Linked DNA regions of Mus musculus: region 2 is linked to region 1. A link is a contact called in public Micro-C data. All regions are on one chromosome and are shown on one strand. The core of a region is the stretch at or near the end of the contact, and the rest is flanking DNA. Distances in the headings are between cores, read along the strand shown. Region 1 holds the start of Sdcbp2 (syndecan binding protein (syntenin) 2). Region 2 holds the start of Tmem74b (transmembrane protein 74B).

Region 1 (7,693 bases), core at 2,054-4,553:
ATTTGATTTACAATGGGTGGGAGAAGAAAGCAAGAGTCGACACCCCGCCCCGCTGCTCGTTCTGAAAAGGAGATCCCCTCTCCCTTTGATTTAGAAGCGCTTTCAAGTCCCTAGGTGGTTGCTTCTGGTGCCTTGCTCTCAGGATTGTGGCCTGGCGCCAACTTTTGACCTGCCCTAGTTGAAGATGCAGACGCACCAACCACCAGAGTTAGAACCATTGGGCGTCTGCTGCCTAGGGAAGTGGACTTGCCCGAGGGTATCACTTCCTACTTAAACCAATCACCCTCTCAGGCATTGGTATGCAGGTGAAAAGCTAGAAAATCAAGGAAACCTCCAAGACTTGCCCGTGGCCATGAAGGATGGAACGTTTAAGCCAGTGAGAGTAGAGTGTGCTATTCTGAATAGGGAGGCGTGGGCATAAATTCCCTTTTGGATATTTATTACTTTCAGGTGACTACCTTGAAATGTTCCCAAATCTTGATAGCAGCCCCACCAAATACTCTTATGAACTGAGCCAGAAATCAGGGACTTACCCTCAGACCCTGCCTTTACCTGTTGGTGACATCATAATTAATCTCAGATTTCAGCATGACTTTAAACATTTCATGACTGACCCCTGGTGGACATGTCGTTCTTACCCCCATTTACTCATGCATTCCCTTCATTTCAAATAGCTTGCTGATTTTAAAACTCAGCTTGCTAATCCATGCCTTCATGCCGTGGCAGAGCTGTTCCCTCTGCCTTAAATGCCATCCACAGTTCACGTGGTGAATTGGTCAGTTCTAAGCCTGCCCCTAAACCCTACACCCACACAAACCCCAAGGATCTTCGGATTCACTGGTCATTATTCATTCCACACGTATTTAGGAAGTCCATACTCCGAGCCAGGCCTTCCCTTTTGCATTACCTAGGCTGAAATTCCACCATGCTATGTTGGTTTGCTGGCCATCCTTACTAGCCAGTGTGAATCACTAGTGCCAAGCCCTGTGTCTCCATAGAGTAACAGGAGAAAAGCAGACACAGGGCAGAGAATCCCGAAAACCTAGTGTGTAGGTAGCTATTTCCTCCGAATTGAAACAACGTTCCCTCCTGGGAGGGAGTGGGAGGCCTTTGAGACTCAAGAACCTAAGGAAGCATAAAAGACTCTGAGCGCAGAGAGCTGATTCACAGAGCCCTCCCCAGGCTTATGTAAGCAGTGCACAGTTGCGAGGGGAGAGGAGGTTCTTCTCTCTGGGGTTGTCACCAATGCTGGGGGGAACTGCCTGCATCACCTAGGCTCCTTTAATCCTACTAAACTCCTTGGTTTACCACAGTGAGCATGGACTAGTTTATTTTAGTTCAGCAGTTCTCAACCTGTGGGTTACAACCCCTTTGGGGTTGAATAATCCTTTCACAGGGGTTGCCTAAGACCATCAGAACATCATGATTCACAACAGTAACACATTTACGGTTATGAAGTAGTAACAAAAAAAAAAAAATTTACGGTTGGGGTGGTCACCAGAACATGAGGAAAACTGTATTAAATGTCACAGCATTAGGAAGGTTGAGAGCCACTGTTTTAGTTGGTGTGCCATTGGTTCTTTGAGGTGAATAGGTGTTTGTACACATCTCCCCAGAAATGTCATCTGACACCTTGATAAACATTTTCCCACTTACCACCTGTAGAAAGCCTCTTAAAGAAAAACTAGGTGTAGGGAGGGAAACTCCAGCCCTAGTGAGATACACAGAAAGTAGTGTGACAGCGCAAGAGCTTGCTCAGTTCCTGCAGGTAGCTGACTCTCGGAAGGGACTTGCTCCCAAGGACTTCCCTCCCCTCACTATCGTTCGATCTCCATCCCAGAGCTTTCTATACATCTTCGTATTGTAAGCAATAACAACACAGTATATCAGCAGTCAGGCCCTGGGGAATCAGCAGGGCTGGAAAGGGGCCCATTAGCCCCCATCTTTGAACTTACAGAATAAGAACACTTTGTTCCAAACTGCTGGAACTCTGGGACTCCCACTTGTTCCTGTGGACAACTCATCTATCCTTCAGAAAACAGAAGCGTGGGTTAATGTGATGGAGTAATAGCTTCTGTAAGGCCAAATTAGCCCAGGGATCTGGTGAATCGGCAAGGAGGAGGCTGTTGCTAAGCCACAAGCATGTACCTCCTCCTTCCAGGGCTATACTGTGCCAGAGGGAACGGGACTCAGGAAATTCTGTTCTCCCAGTGAAGGTCCAGGGGAGGCAGAACAGAAGCCAGGCTTTAGAGAGGCTCAACCTACTGCTTGCCTCTGACTATGAGAGCAAAGAATGGACTAGGCTCCATGTCCGATATAGTTATTTTGTAACCATGTCCGATATAGTTATTTTGTAACTATAGTAAAATAACAGTTACTTTAAGCAGAGTTATCTAGGCATGAGAAGACTATTTAAATGGGTTACACATGGAGAACATTTAGCACAGTGCCTAGCACAAATAGGCAACTCCATAACTGTCTGCTCATCCCACCTAGGGCCACCTCCTAAGTCCAGGCACTGTTTTGGATGCCCACAGTAAGAAGTGAACACAATCATCACTCTTTGATGTAGGGACTTTGTAGTGAAGAGCTGGATTAAAAAGCCCCAAGACTTTGTGGGCTGTGTCAGGTGGTGGGAAGAACTGGGGAGGAGAATGAAGTGGGGTGGAGAGCAGAGGGTGGCAGTAGGATTAGGGAAGCCTTGCTGTGGAGGGGAGAGACATTTGTGTAAAAGCTTAAAGAATTGGGTGGGCAAGAACATTCCGGGGGGTCAGGCCCACTGCACAGACCCTGGGGTGAGCATGCCCCCAGTGTTCAGAGGACCCTGAGGGAGGAAACCAGAGAAGATGGGAGGGGCTCAGACCCTGGAGGGCTCATGGGGCTTGGTGAGAATTTTGACCCTTCTTGAGTGAGAGGGAGCCACAAGGAAAGTCTGAGCATCAGAGAGCCATAGCCTTCAGGGCCTTCTGGCCAATGGATGTAGGGTAGATTAGAGGTAAGTGTAGAAGATAGAACAGTGCAGAAAATCATACGTCCTCCAAACCCTGCCAGGGAGCAGAAAAAGGAAAGCTTTGTTCCCATTTCCTTCTAAGAGTGAAGCAAATTAAAAGGAATTTACCTACCTAGGAAGTCCTAGAAGACAGGACAAGGGAGGGAAAGAAATTGGTTGTGAGCAGGTCTTGTTTAGCTCCTCTATCCCAGCCGATACGGACTGTTCTTACCTGCTGGCTCCGCACGCTGTCCTCTTCTCCAGCCACTGCAGCCTCCTGGCATGTGCTGGTCGCCTGTGTCCCAGTTGGGTTCCTGCTCTGGGAAGGGTGGTGCCCGCCCCTTGTTCAGCTGACTCACCGTGGACTAGGATGGGCCCAGGTAAGCCTGTGTGGCTCGGTAAACAGAGCAGTCACCCACGAGTGGGTGGGGCTAAAGCGTACAGCTGATATGCGTAGATGCTGTAGAGATGGGTGCGAACTAGGGCTACTTGGCCCTATGAGGAAGTCAGCACGACTGTGGCGGCCTCACCCTGCCAATAGGCAGTTAACTGGAGAACAGTGAGAGAGATGTCCTGGGCCTTAAAAGATGGCCGCAGGTTGTAACCTAGTGTATTTCTTAGAAATCAATTGCAGTGCAGTCTCTGGATCCATCATGGTGTTTCTTTTAGTAAAACCAATCTAGAAATCCCAGATGCCTGACACTGGTTAAAGGAGTCACCAATCTATAGACGATGACACAATTATTAAATCATTTCAGGAAGGTGCCAAGGGGAAATATAACAATACTGAGACAGCGAATAATCACCATTGAGGTCATACCCTCTGGTTTTGTTTTCAGAAAAGTGTGTACTGCAGGAAGTCTAGAGAGCCCCACCCCCTTTCCGGCTCTCTTTCATTCTTTCTGAGATGCTAGGGACCGAGCCTTACACTCCTAAGCAAATGCTGCCTGACATCTCCAGGCCCTGGTGAGCTTTTCACTTTGTAGTTGTGTAGATTCCAATAATGGTAGCAAAGTGTGTGTGTGTGGGCACACACAGACACACACACACTGCCTTTGCCTGTGTGTATATGTAGAAGTCAGAGATTGACAGTCTTCCTCTATTCTCCTCCACCTTAGTTTTAAGACAGGGTCTCTCACTGAACCTAGTGCTCACCATTTAAGCTAGCCTGGCTGTTCAGCAAGCCCCTGGGATCCGCCTCAGCACCTGTAGTGCAAATGTACCTGCTGTTCACGACTTTCATGTGGGTGTGGAGAGGTCCTCATATATGCATAGCAAGCACATTACCCATCAAACCATCCCTCCAGCCTTACTTATGATTTTCCTAAGAAAGCAGTAAGTATTTTGGATTTTTTTTTTAAAAAATCTAATTGGAGCCGGGGGTGGTGGTGCATGCCTTTAATCCCAGCACTTGGGAGGCAGAGGCAGGTGGACTTCTGAGTTCGAGGCCAGCCTGGTCTACAGAGTGAGTTCCAGGACTGCCAGGGCTATACAGGAAAACCCTGTCTTGGAAGAAAAAAAAACAAAAAAAACAACCCCCCCCCCCAAAAAAAAATCTAATTGGAAATCTCCTAGGAAAATTAAGGAACTGTGTTGATAGGACAGAGTTTACTTTCTTTTTCTTTTCCTTTGTCCCTCTTTTTTTTTTCTTTTTTAAGACAGGCTCTCTGTATGTAGCCTTGGCTGTCTTAGACCAGGCTGGCTTTGAAGGCTTAGAGATCTGCCTGCCTTTGCCTCCCAAGTGCTAGGTTTAAGGTGTGTACCACCAAATCCATCTCTATATCTCTATTATGTTTTTTTTTTTAATTTTGTTTTTGTTTTTTTTGTTTTTTCGAGACAGGGTTTCTCTGTATAGTCCTGGCTGTCCTGGAACTCACTTTGTAGACCAGGCTGGCCTCGAACTCAGAAATCCGCCTGCCTCTGCCTCCCAAGTGCTGGGATTAAAGGCGTGCGCCACCACACCTGGCGGCTCTATTATGTTTTTTAAACCTTGAAGCTTTTGAATGTACATTTAACCCACTACTCATATGAAAGTCAAGTTAAAAAAAAAGAGGAAGAGAAATTCCTGATGGGTATAGTTGGATGATGGTGTCTAGAGAGGGACTCAGGAGTCATGTGCTAGGAAATCCCCTAAGGAATGACACAGTGTGCCCACTCAAGGTGGGGTAGGTATCAGGGATGCTGGCCAGGCAGGCTCACAGCACAGTCCCCATGATGAGCCTGGTCAGATTGTACAATAGCAGATCCTGAGACACTGCCTGCCTGGGAGGAGCCCACAGCCCAGAGTGCCACACAAGGAACACATCTCAGGACTGGTGACATATCTGTTGATGTGGCCTTTTGCCTCTAACTCTGAGAATCATCTTGTATTGCTCATGTGTCCCAAAGGCTGAAAATTCAGTCCTTGGCTAACTGAAGGCAAGGCCTACATAGTAGATCTACAAAAAGTGTTCTCACGATTAATATAGGAATCAGTGCTATGACAGGACTTATTTCTGTTTCTTTATAGACTTGCATGAATAGCTAAGAGGTTTAAAACACTGGTGGCCATTCATTTAGAAACTCCCTGTGAGCAATGTGGCAGATCAGTGCCTGCCACTGCAACCTTCCCTCCGGGCTCATGGCTTGTCCAGAATCCTCTGTTCACATGGAGGCTGCAGCTTGCCACTGTCACTTGAAGTTGATCTGAGGTAATGTACCTGGGCTTCCATGTTGGCAGAATGTTGTCTGTGGCTTTGTTTGTTTGTTTGTTTGTTTTTCAAAACAGAGTTTCTCCATGTAGCTTTGGCTGTCCTGGAACTTACTCGTAGACCGGGCTTTCCTTTAACTCAAGAAGTCCACTTGCCTTTGCCTTCTGAGTGCTGGGATCAAGAGTCTGTGAGCTCCTTAACCCTGGGGCCTAGCTTCCTGCCTAGGAAGTACTTTAAAAAATATGTCCCTTCTAGAAAAAACAACCACAGTTAAAAACTTAAATATTCACCCATACTTAAAAAGGTTTGGTTGGGTTATCAGAGCTAAGTCCCAAGTCTATGACATCACACTAATTTCTAAATCTCTGAGCAGGGTTTCCCACAGCTACCTACTACACAGGTTTGTCCTCAACATTACATGCATTGGTGGTGTAAAGTGCTTTGAAAATTGTGACATGGAAATAGGAGGCTACTGTCACAGTCTCATCTCTGTGACTAAGATCTATCTAAAGCTAGATGACTGTGTGACAATGAGGAATAGGTCAGTGTTGAGAGCTGTGGTCACCATGGCAACCTGGGGGACTCAGTGTGGCAGATTAGTAATAACAGAAGAGGTTTTGAAATGCATAACTGAGAGTCACAGGAAGAAAATGTCTCAAGGAGAGCAGAGCTAGGGAAGGTGGTGGTGCACACCTTTAATCCCAGCACTCGGGAGGCAGAGGCAGGTGGATCTAAGTTTGAGACCAGACTGGTCTAGAGTGAATTCCAGAACAGCCACGGCTACAAAAAAAAAAAAAAAAAAAAAAAAAACAGCACAAATGAAGGTGAGGTTGATACTTGGACAAGAAAATTGTTTTGACACATGTGAAAACACCACTTGAGTTTTATATGTTCCCCGCAGGCATTGGTATTAGAGGGAAGAACGTTGGGGGTACCTGTAGGCAGAGGCAATGGAGTTGGAGACTACTGCTTATCATCACTATGAAGGAGCAAACAGCAGATGCACAGTTTCTTTCAATCAGGTAGGCCATTTCTCTACTTACCAGGTTATCACAAACTTGGAGGAGTTATGTAATATGAAGCCAGTTTTAAAAACATTCCCCAAGTTGATCATGGTAGTCCACGATCCTCTAGCTAGGACATGGCAGCTGCCCATTTAAATTCATTGTAGCACTGGTTACCTGTACTCATCCAAACCAGTTAGAATTCTATTATGGATCATGGTGCAGCTCCAGAGGCTCTACCCCTAGCTGAGGAGCTACTGGCAATTGATGCAAGAGTCATTTCTCTCTCCCCTCCAGACAGGGTATCACTATGTAGCCCTGGATGACCTGGAACTCACTGTGTAGACTAGGCTAGCATGGAACTCAGAGATCCAAGTGCTGGGATTAAAGGTGTGTGTCTCCATGGCCAGCCTAAAAGTCACTTTTATTTAGAAATGCCTTTTAACAAACTTGAGACCCTTTAGAAACGAACAGTTAATTGAACATACTTTTAAACCTTACTTTTAAACTCAAGACATGGATGGGGAGTACATCACGAAAATCTACAGACAGCTGATGGTTGACGTTTTTAGCTGAAAATTGGAATTTCAAATGAAAACCAAAGTTCTTCAACTGAAATTAGAAGACTGTAGGAAGGCTGTACTTGTTAGGGTCTTGTTGTATGGACTGGTAAGCTGGTGGCTCATGATGTAGTAACCTCTTCACTCGTGAAGTATGTGACTTAGTGCTTAGGAGACTAACCTCCAGATCATGTAAACACTGTGACCGGTTTCCCGACACTCACTGGCAGGTCTATGTGCCAGCCCAGCCCCTTTCAGTTTGTTCAGAGACAGGACCTTTAACTCAGATATTCGGTAAGCAATTGAAGGCAGTGTGCCTAATGGTGGCCTCCGAGTCCTCTCTTCCTTGAGTTTATTAGTATTTGAGAGCTTTTCTAGGAACTTGTCTGACTGCAGCAGAAGGAAGTTAGGGGCTTTTAAAGTTCAGCCTTCACAGCAATGTTGAATTTA
Region 2 (7,693 bases), core at 1,800-4,299, 130 kb before region 1:
AGTGTGTGCAGAAAACGTCCACTTGAGCTTTCTCCCTCCACTGCCTGTTGATGGCCTGATGACATCCCCTACAGAGAAGGCTCCTCCTACCAAGATTAGCTAAGCCTGCCTCCTTGTTCAGCTGTGTATACTATCCCTGCCTTCTTGTTTATCTGTAATAACCTGCCTTCTTTCTTAGCCATATTCAACAACCCCACCTCTCTGCATATAATAACTACGCTGATCTAGGAGAGCTGTGGATTCCCCACCAGCGAGCCCAGACCACCTGGATCTCAGCTTTTCTGCATGTCGGTGTCTGTCCTTTCTTTATTCCCGTGGTATGAAGGCCCAGGCAGGCTGATCCCCAGAGCCATGTATATGCAGCAGATACCCATTCCCAACTTCTCTTGCAAATCTGCCTGCCATGTTCCACCATCCCCGCATAGCACACACCTGGCACTGGTGATGGGGCTTTTTCCCTTATGTGGCTCTGAACTCTTCATAGGCACACCTTCTGACCCCACAGAAGCACAATACATACCCTGATGTCCTGAGGGTACATACATCACACAGCCCTGGCACACAAATGCACAGTCAGCAGAGACCCTAGGTGTGGCGTGGCTCTCCTGTTCTCATGTATCTGTACATGAAAGCTGCTTCTCTGTGTCCCTTGGTCACTCACTGTCCAGTGTTCTGTGGGCGCCTGTGTTTCTGTGCAAACACGAGCAAATAACTGAAGTGATGGTAGATGGATGAATGAATGAATGAATGAATGAAACTCCGAGAGCAGAGGTGGGAAGTCTCTCTGACCTTCCTATGTGGATCTCTTAACAAACACGTGGCCTTTCATCCTAGTTCAAAGGCTGCTACCGCTTACAACTCCGTGCTATCACTGTGTTCCTCCTCTGCCGTGTCCGTTTAATACACGCTGAGCACTGACTACTTGTTAGATTTTTTCGTTAACACCTCACTCAGGAATAGCTCAGCTCTATCCCCATTTTAGAAAACACAACCAAGATCTTATGGTATGTATGGGGACCAGGGACCAAGAGTTGAATATATGTACCCCAAGAATCTCTGTTCCCTACATACTTGCAAAACCCACACTCCACCTCCCTTCCCTGGCTCTTGGAACCCTCACTTGAGACAGCAGGCATGGGAATCCTGGTCTCTCCACATCTCCCTGGGTCCCTAGCCTTCTCTCAGTTCCCAGAGGATGGATAGAAAGGATGGACGGGAGTGCTAGTTGGCTTTTTACTTTTGGCATTCAAAGCTACTCAGAGCCTGAAAGTAGGTGCCACTTATGGCCCCCACCCATTAAGCCCTCAGTAAGTCTGAAGAACGTGGGGATAGTCCACAACACTTTTCCTAGATGGTGCATTAGTGCCTCCATATCCCAGAGGATATCTGGGGCACACAAATAAAAGAGAACAGGACTCTCTTTTACTCAAAACTTTTTCCTTGGGATGCCTGGGTGAAGGAGCAGACACAAGGAGGCTTCATCCCTTTAACTGCTTTGGAATGTCTGTTTCTCTCATAAGATGCTTAGTAAGTTACTAAAGGGCTTGCTTATCAATTATCCAGACATTAGCTCACATGCGCGCACTTGCACACAACACACACACACACACACACACACAGAGAGAGAGAGAGAGAGAGAGAGAGAGAGAGAGAGAGAGAGCTATGCTGGTGCTCATGGATCACACTCCAAGCCCGAAGCCACACCAGTTATTGTAATTGTATCTGCAGTCCTATAGTTCCTGAAAGGCAAGAGCCCCCCCACCCCCGCCCTGTTCCACACTCACTGTCCTCGGGACGCTTCCCACAGCAATGCCCACAGACCCGGGAACTAAGTGTGACTCACAGATTCTCGGGTCACTCTGGTGGTGGTACCCACAAGAGGGTAAAATCAGGAGAGGGAGAGGGCGGGATGAGAGAAGGAGGAAGAAAGGGAGAAAGGAATGGAGACTACCTCTAGCACTACTGAGATCTAAGCAGGATCCACCCAGACCTGCCCAAGTCCAGCACTCTCACCCATAGCGCACTCTGACACCCCGGAGCTGGACACACTGCCAGGCTGGGTGAGGCTTCGCAAACCCAATCGACAGACACACGCACTCGTAGTACACAAAGCCTCAGGCGCGCAGATGCATACACGCAGGTCCACGCGGTTATACCCAAAGTTCTGCGCGGAAAGCCCCAGCACCCCGGCCTCCCGCCTCCCCCGCGCCCGCCGGCCCGCAGTTCACACCCCCTGCTCCTGCCCTTGACCGCATACGCCACGGGCCAGAGCAGGCCAGACCCGGACGGTCAGCGCTCGCAGAGGGGCGGCCCTGGGAGGCTGGGGCTCGGCGGGGCCGGCGTGCTCCACGGAGCCCCGGTCGCGTGTCCTTCGGCGGGCCGCGAGGTCAGGCGAGCTGTCCTTCGCTGCCACTCCCCGCCTCGGGCCCTGCGCCGGCGGCTCGCGGTCGGCGTGCGGAGCCGTGTCGGGCCTCCCTAGTCTCCGCACGCGGGAGCACAGAGCTCCGGGCTGCCGAGGGTGTGCGCAGATCCCGGCCCGGCCGCTGCCTCGCCCTCCCCGGCTCCCGCCCCCTTCCCGGCCCGCCCGCAGCGGCTGCCCGGGCGCACGTACCTGCTCGCGCCGCGCCGGGCTGCACCGCGTCGGCCGCTGGGGGGCTCCGAGAAGGAAGGGATAAGGCAGGGCGGGAGCGGAGGATCCTGGAGCGTCGCCGATCGAGCTCCGCCCGCGGCGGGCGAGGGCGCCGGGAGAGTTAGCGTGGGGAGGGAGCCGGCTGCGGGTGCCCGGCCCCCACCGCCCCTAGAGCCACCTCTGTCTCGCCCGCGCACGCTGGCCGGGGAAACCCTAGGCAAGGAGCCCGCGGCGCTGGGTACAGGGGCGGGGCGAGGCGAGGAAGGGGCGGGGGAGAAGACCCCTCCCCCGCCTCTGGGGAGACCCTGCGGCACCCGGGGATGCTTTACCCACCCCAGGTAGGACCCAGGGTCCTCTTCAAGGTCTGTAGATCCGGAGTATCATCCTTGCGTGGGGCTCGATGGCTCACGGGCGCCACGTGAAGGCAGAAACGAAGCCTCTACCCACCTCTATTTCTGATGGGTGTCCTTCTGGGTCATTGTCCACGGCCACGCACACTCTTGAGCTCCAAAGCCACCTGCAAAGCTCCTTCTGCCGGGCAGCCTGTCTGGCTTCCTCAGGGACACACTGGGGTTCGTCCATCTAGGCACTCCTCTGACCTGTGGAGCCCGGTGCAGGTGCACAGGTTTCTGTTTTAAAGGGAACTTCTTCCTCTTGGGGGCCCCAGGCCAAGCCCAAAGAGAGGTCTGGTGAGTAAGGGAAGGTTATGGTTTCCGGGAAAACTTCGTGGCCGGCTTCAAGTAAGTCTTATCATCTTTCTGAACCTTATTGTCCACCTTTGTCCAAGGGAATCATGACTGCTGACCCTGAGTACTCTGCCAGTGTGAGCGGAGGCTACTCTGACATCCAGGAAGACAGCTAAGGTGAGAAAATCCCTGCCCTGGCTTCGTCGCTCTCTCACTGTCAAAGGCTCACTGGTCCTACTCCAAAGGCATCCAGTCCTCACCCACCAGGAGAACAAAGGTTGTCTTGGAAGCCTTGTGGGCCCCGTGCTGAGCCTCCAAAGCTGTCTCCCTCTATTCTTTGAGAGGCCTGAGCGATTTGCATCTCTACAGGGAAGCTGGCAATGGCACCAGATTCCTGTGCAGTGCCATCTCCACCCCTCGCAGGTGTATGACCTCGTACAAACTTCTCTCTTTAAGCTCCTTTTCCCATCTGTAAATGGACTCAAGAATTCCATGAGATCCCAGCCATTAGAGTGTCCACAGTTCCCTCCCTGCCCTGTATAGTCCTGCCTTGCAGCACATCCTCAGTGGTCACTCTCTTCCCTCACTTCCCTCAAGTCTTTGCTCACATGTCACCTTCTCAGAACCACCTGCCTGGGCCATCTTCTTAAAAAGAGTAGCGCTCTGGCACCCTGCTTGCCTTCACTCAGAACTTCTCACTAGGGCATTCATCAGCTCCTGATAGTGTATTTCTTTGCTCAGTATCATTTCTGCTTAAAAATAAGTAACACGCTGGGTAGCAGTGATGCAGGCCTTTAAATTCCAGCACTTGGGAGGCAGGTGAATTTCTGAGTTGGAGGCCAGCCTGGTCTACAGAGTGAGTTCCAGGACAGCCAGGGCTGCACAGAGAAACCCTGTCTGGAAAACCAAAATCAAAACTAAGAAAATCAAAGCAAAAAAGAGCCAAGTGTATAGTACAGACTTTGTTCCCCTCCCTGGTGTATCCCGAGACTTAAAAAGGGCCCTTGATATCTATTCTTTAAATAAAGAATTGAGAGGTGCACAGCTATTGCTCTTGTTGTATACTTGCAACTAAGCAGAGCCCGTCCCTGCCCTCAAGAAACTCCGGTGATATTCCAGAAGGAAAAGGGATGCACACAGGCAGTGCTGTAGCCACAGTGAGGGATAACAAGCAAAGGTACACTGTGCTGTGCGCGTCTCAGGCAGGGTGCTTGCTTGAGTCTTGGGGATGGGATAGCATTTTAGCAGAAGAGGGGACTGGGCCACAACGGGCACTTGTATAGATGGCAAGTATTTAAAGAGCAAGGAAGAGAGATCCAGCAGAGGACTAGCGTGGACAAAGGCCTTGGGGCAGAAGGGAGCACAGTGAGCGTGGGCATGGAGGGGGTATGGTCACAGTGGGAGACCAAGGTAGGAGCATGGCAGGACATGGGGCTGTGCCAGGTCTCTGCAAAGCCTTGAAGGCCAAGAAGGATGTTCTTCTCAGGACAGGGGGAACTCCAACGTGGAAGAGTCGGAGTAGAAAGTTAGCTAACCTTCTATCCCCTTTATCATGTGAATTTGACCTTTGGTTGTCCAGCTCAGGTTTTTTTGGTTTTACAAGACCAGAAATATATTCCAAGTGATTGAGCAACACTGTTTAGATAAATATGACCCCTGTAGAGAAAGCTAGAATGACCCACAGCAGCAGCGGGTGAGAATCGGAGATATCAATATGAACTCACGTTCAGCTTAATACAGATATGGGTGGTGATGTATAGAAATATTTACAGAGCAGCCCTACGTGCTTCTGGAGCCGTGAGTTACCATGCAGACGTGGCCAAGTCCAAGAACCACATCTATACAGCCAATCCTGATAATGGCACAGAAACGACATCAAGAAATCTCAGTCACAAAGATATGAATCTCTTAAGGGGTTTGACCCCAAGTTCCTGAGGAAACCGTGCTTTGCCAAGAAGCACAAGAAAGACCTACAGAAGGTGTAGGCAATGAATGCATGTGCAGAGGTCATCAAGGCCCTTGAGAAGCCTAAGGCAGTTAAGCCCAAGATGCCAAAGGGCCCCAGCCACAAACTCAGCCATCTGGCTTTCGTCACTGACTCCACCCCTAGGAGGCAGATTCTATTCTGCATGGCCAGGAGTTGCAGGCTATGCCAAGCAAAGTCCAAGCTCAAACCAAGGCTACAGCCATAGTTCTAGCTCAGGCCCAGGCTTCAGCTCCAGTTCAGGCTCTCAAAGGTGCCCAGGCCCCTGTGAAGGCCCCAGAGAAAAGGCTTCTATCTGCTAATGTGAAGGCAGATGGAACTGTGTGACACTCCTACACATTACTTTTTTTTTTTTTTGCAAATAATCTTGAGGCAAGATCTGTTTTAAAATGTTTACAGAAATGTACATATACATGGGTTTACACATATATGAATTTCTTTGCTTCATAGCAAAGAATGCACCTAAGTGCAGAGAGCTTGGCTTCTTGTGTGTGTGTGTGTGTGTGTGTGTGTGTGTGTGTGTGTTATGTATGTGTGTGTATATGTGTGTGTGTATGTGTGGTATGTATGTATGGTATGTGTGTGTGTGTGTGTGTGTATGTGTGTGTCCTACGGGGGTTTTTTTGCAAATAATCTTGTGTGTGTGTGTGTGTGTGTGTGTGTGTGTGTGTGTGTTTGTGTTATGTATGTGTGTGTATATGTGTGTGTGTATGTGTGGTATGTATGTATGGTATGTGTGTGTGTGTGTGTGTATGTGTGTGTCCTACGGGGTTTTTTTTGCAAATAATCTTGTATGTGTGTGTGTGTGTGTGTGTGTGTGTGTGTGTGTATGTGTGTGTATGTATATGTATGTGTATGTGTGTGTATGTGTGTGTATGTGGTGTGTGTGTGTGTGTGTGTGTGTGTGTACCTATGGGAGTCAGTTCTTCTCTTCCACCTTATGGACCCTTGGAATCAAACTCAGGTTGCCAAGTTGGAGGAAAGTGTTTTTCTGGCTGAACCTGAGAGCTTGGTTTCTAATATTATTCTTCAAAAAAAGGAACCAGGGCTCCTTGGAGCAATGAGGCAGAAAGTATATAAGATGAATAATAAAATAAATTATACATACAGGGCTAGAGAGATGGCTCTGCAGTTAAGAGCACTGGTTGCTTTTCCAGAGGACTCAGTTTTGATTCACAGCACCGAGCAACATGGCAGCCAACAAACAAGCATCTATAACTTCAGTTCCTGGGGATCCAGTGTGGTCTTCTGGCTTCCAGAGGAACTAGGTATGCATATAGTACATGGATTACATGCAGGTAAAATACGCATGTACATGAAGTAAGATAAATAAATCCTTAAAAATGTTTAATTAAAAAAAAAGAAAAGAAAAAAGACTGAATACTGGCTAGATGTGGTGGCACACGCCTTTAATCCTAGCATCTAGGAGGAAGAAACAGGTGGATTTCTGAGTTTGAGGCCAGCCAGGTCTACAGAGCAAGTTTCAGGACAGCCAGGCTACACAGAGAAACCTTGCCCTAACCCCACACACACTCACACACAAAGAAAAGCAAAGGAGAGATACTAAACGCAAACACACACACACACACACACACACACACACACACACACACACACACACACTGGTGTGATCATATCAAAACACACAAGTCAACTTAAAGTGCTGCCAGCCAAAGCTGGAAACAAAGTTCAGCCACAAAACAAAATCGTGATTCTGGGTTGTGACTGAAAGCATCACATACACATTCCTGACTCCATCCTGATATAAATAGCCTAATGGATCAATGAAAAGATAAACTACTGCACAGTATTTGATCTCTGTGGCCCCATGGTCCTCAAAGCATGGAACACAATGCCCCACCTCAGACACTGACTGTACCTAGAGGTGGCCTTTCCAGGAGTGTATATGGAGAAGAAAGCTATGAAGAACCTGAGGAACCCGGTGCATTTACCTGGGCCAGTCCTGGGTCCAGGTCCATACTAGTAGTCGGATTATTATACTAGTGTGCACCCTTGTTATGAGGCAAAGAAAAAGATAGGTTAGTTGGGTGTGGTGGTGCACAACTGCAGTCCTAGTATTCAGAATGTTGAGTCAGGAGGATTTCTGTACATTTACATTTTTTCCCTGTCTCTTAAAAGGGGTTGGGGGGGGGTAGATCAATGTTTAAGAGCATTTTCTGCTCTTGCAGAGGACCCAGGTTAGGTTCCCATCTCTCACACATGGTGACTCACAAGTGCTTATAACTCCAGTCCCAGGGGATGAGATGCCCTCTTCTGGTCTCCTCAGGCACCAGGAATTGCATGTACATAGTGCATATACATACATGCAGGCAAAACACTCATACAAAAATCTTTTTAAAACACAACTCTTTCACAATTAACATTTTAATTGTT

The links. A called contact is a pair of places that touch in the nucleus more often than the background predicts.
Region 2: a contact with region 1 is called in a Micro-C map of embryonic stem cells, with 5 times the contacts expected there. The contact joins the promoter of Tmem74b here to the promoter of Sdcbp2 in region 1. A contact is called at or near these places in 2 of 39 promoter capture datasets (embryonic stem cells and neural stem cells), 20 of 484 Hi-C or Micro-C datasets (B cells, the G1E-ER4 cell line, the N1E-115 cell line and 8 more), 15 of 115 datasets of contacts at active chromatin or transcription factors (CD8 T cells, craniofacial prominence, embryonic forebrain and 9 more) and 3 of 9 other capture datasets (adipose tissue, embryonic stem cells and pancreatic islet).

What each region holds. Positions count from the first base shown.
Region 1 is chr2:151,568,233-151,575,925 of GRCm38.p6, reverse strand. Sdcbp2 (syndecan binding protein (syntenin) 2) reads right to left here and starts at 3,303. Exons shown (of 9, transcript NM_145535.2): 1 at 3,222-3,303. It overlaps Gm39959 (a long non-coding RNA gene), which reads left to right and starts at 3,901. Exons shown (of 3, transcript XR_866853.2): 1 at 3,901-3,955; 2 at 5,499-5,679; 3 at 6,581-6,700.
Region 2 is chr2:151,697,364-151,705,056 of GRCm38.p6, reverse strand. It overlaps Tmem74b (transmembrane protein 74B), which reads right to left and starts at 3,049. Exons shown (of 2, transcript NM_001160363.1): 1 at 2,612-3,049.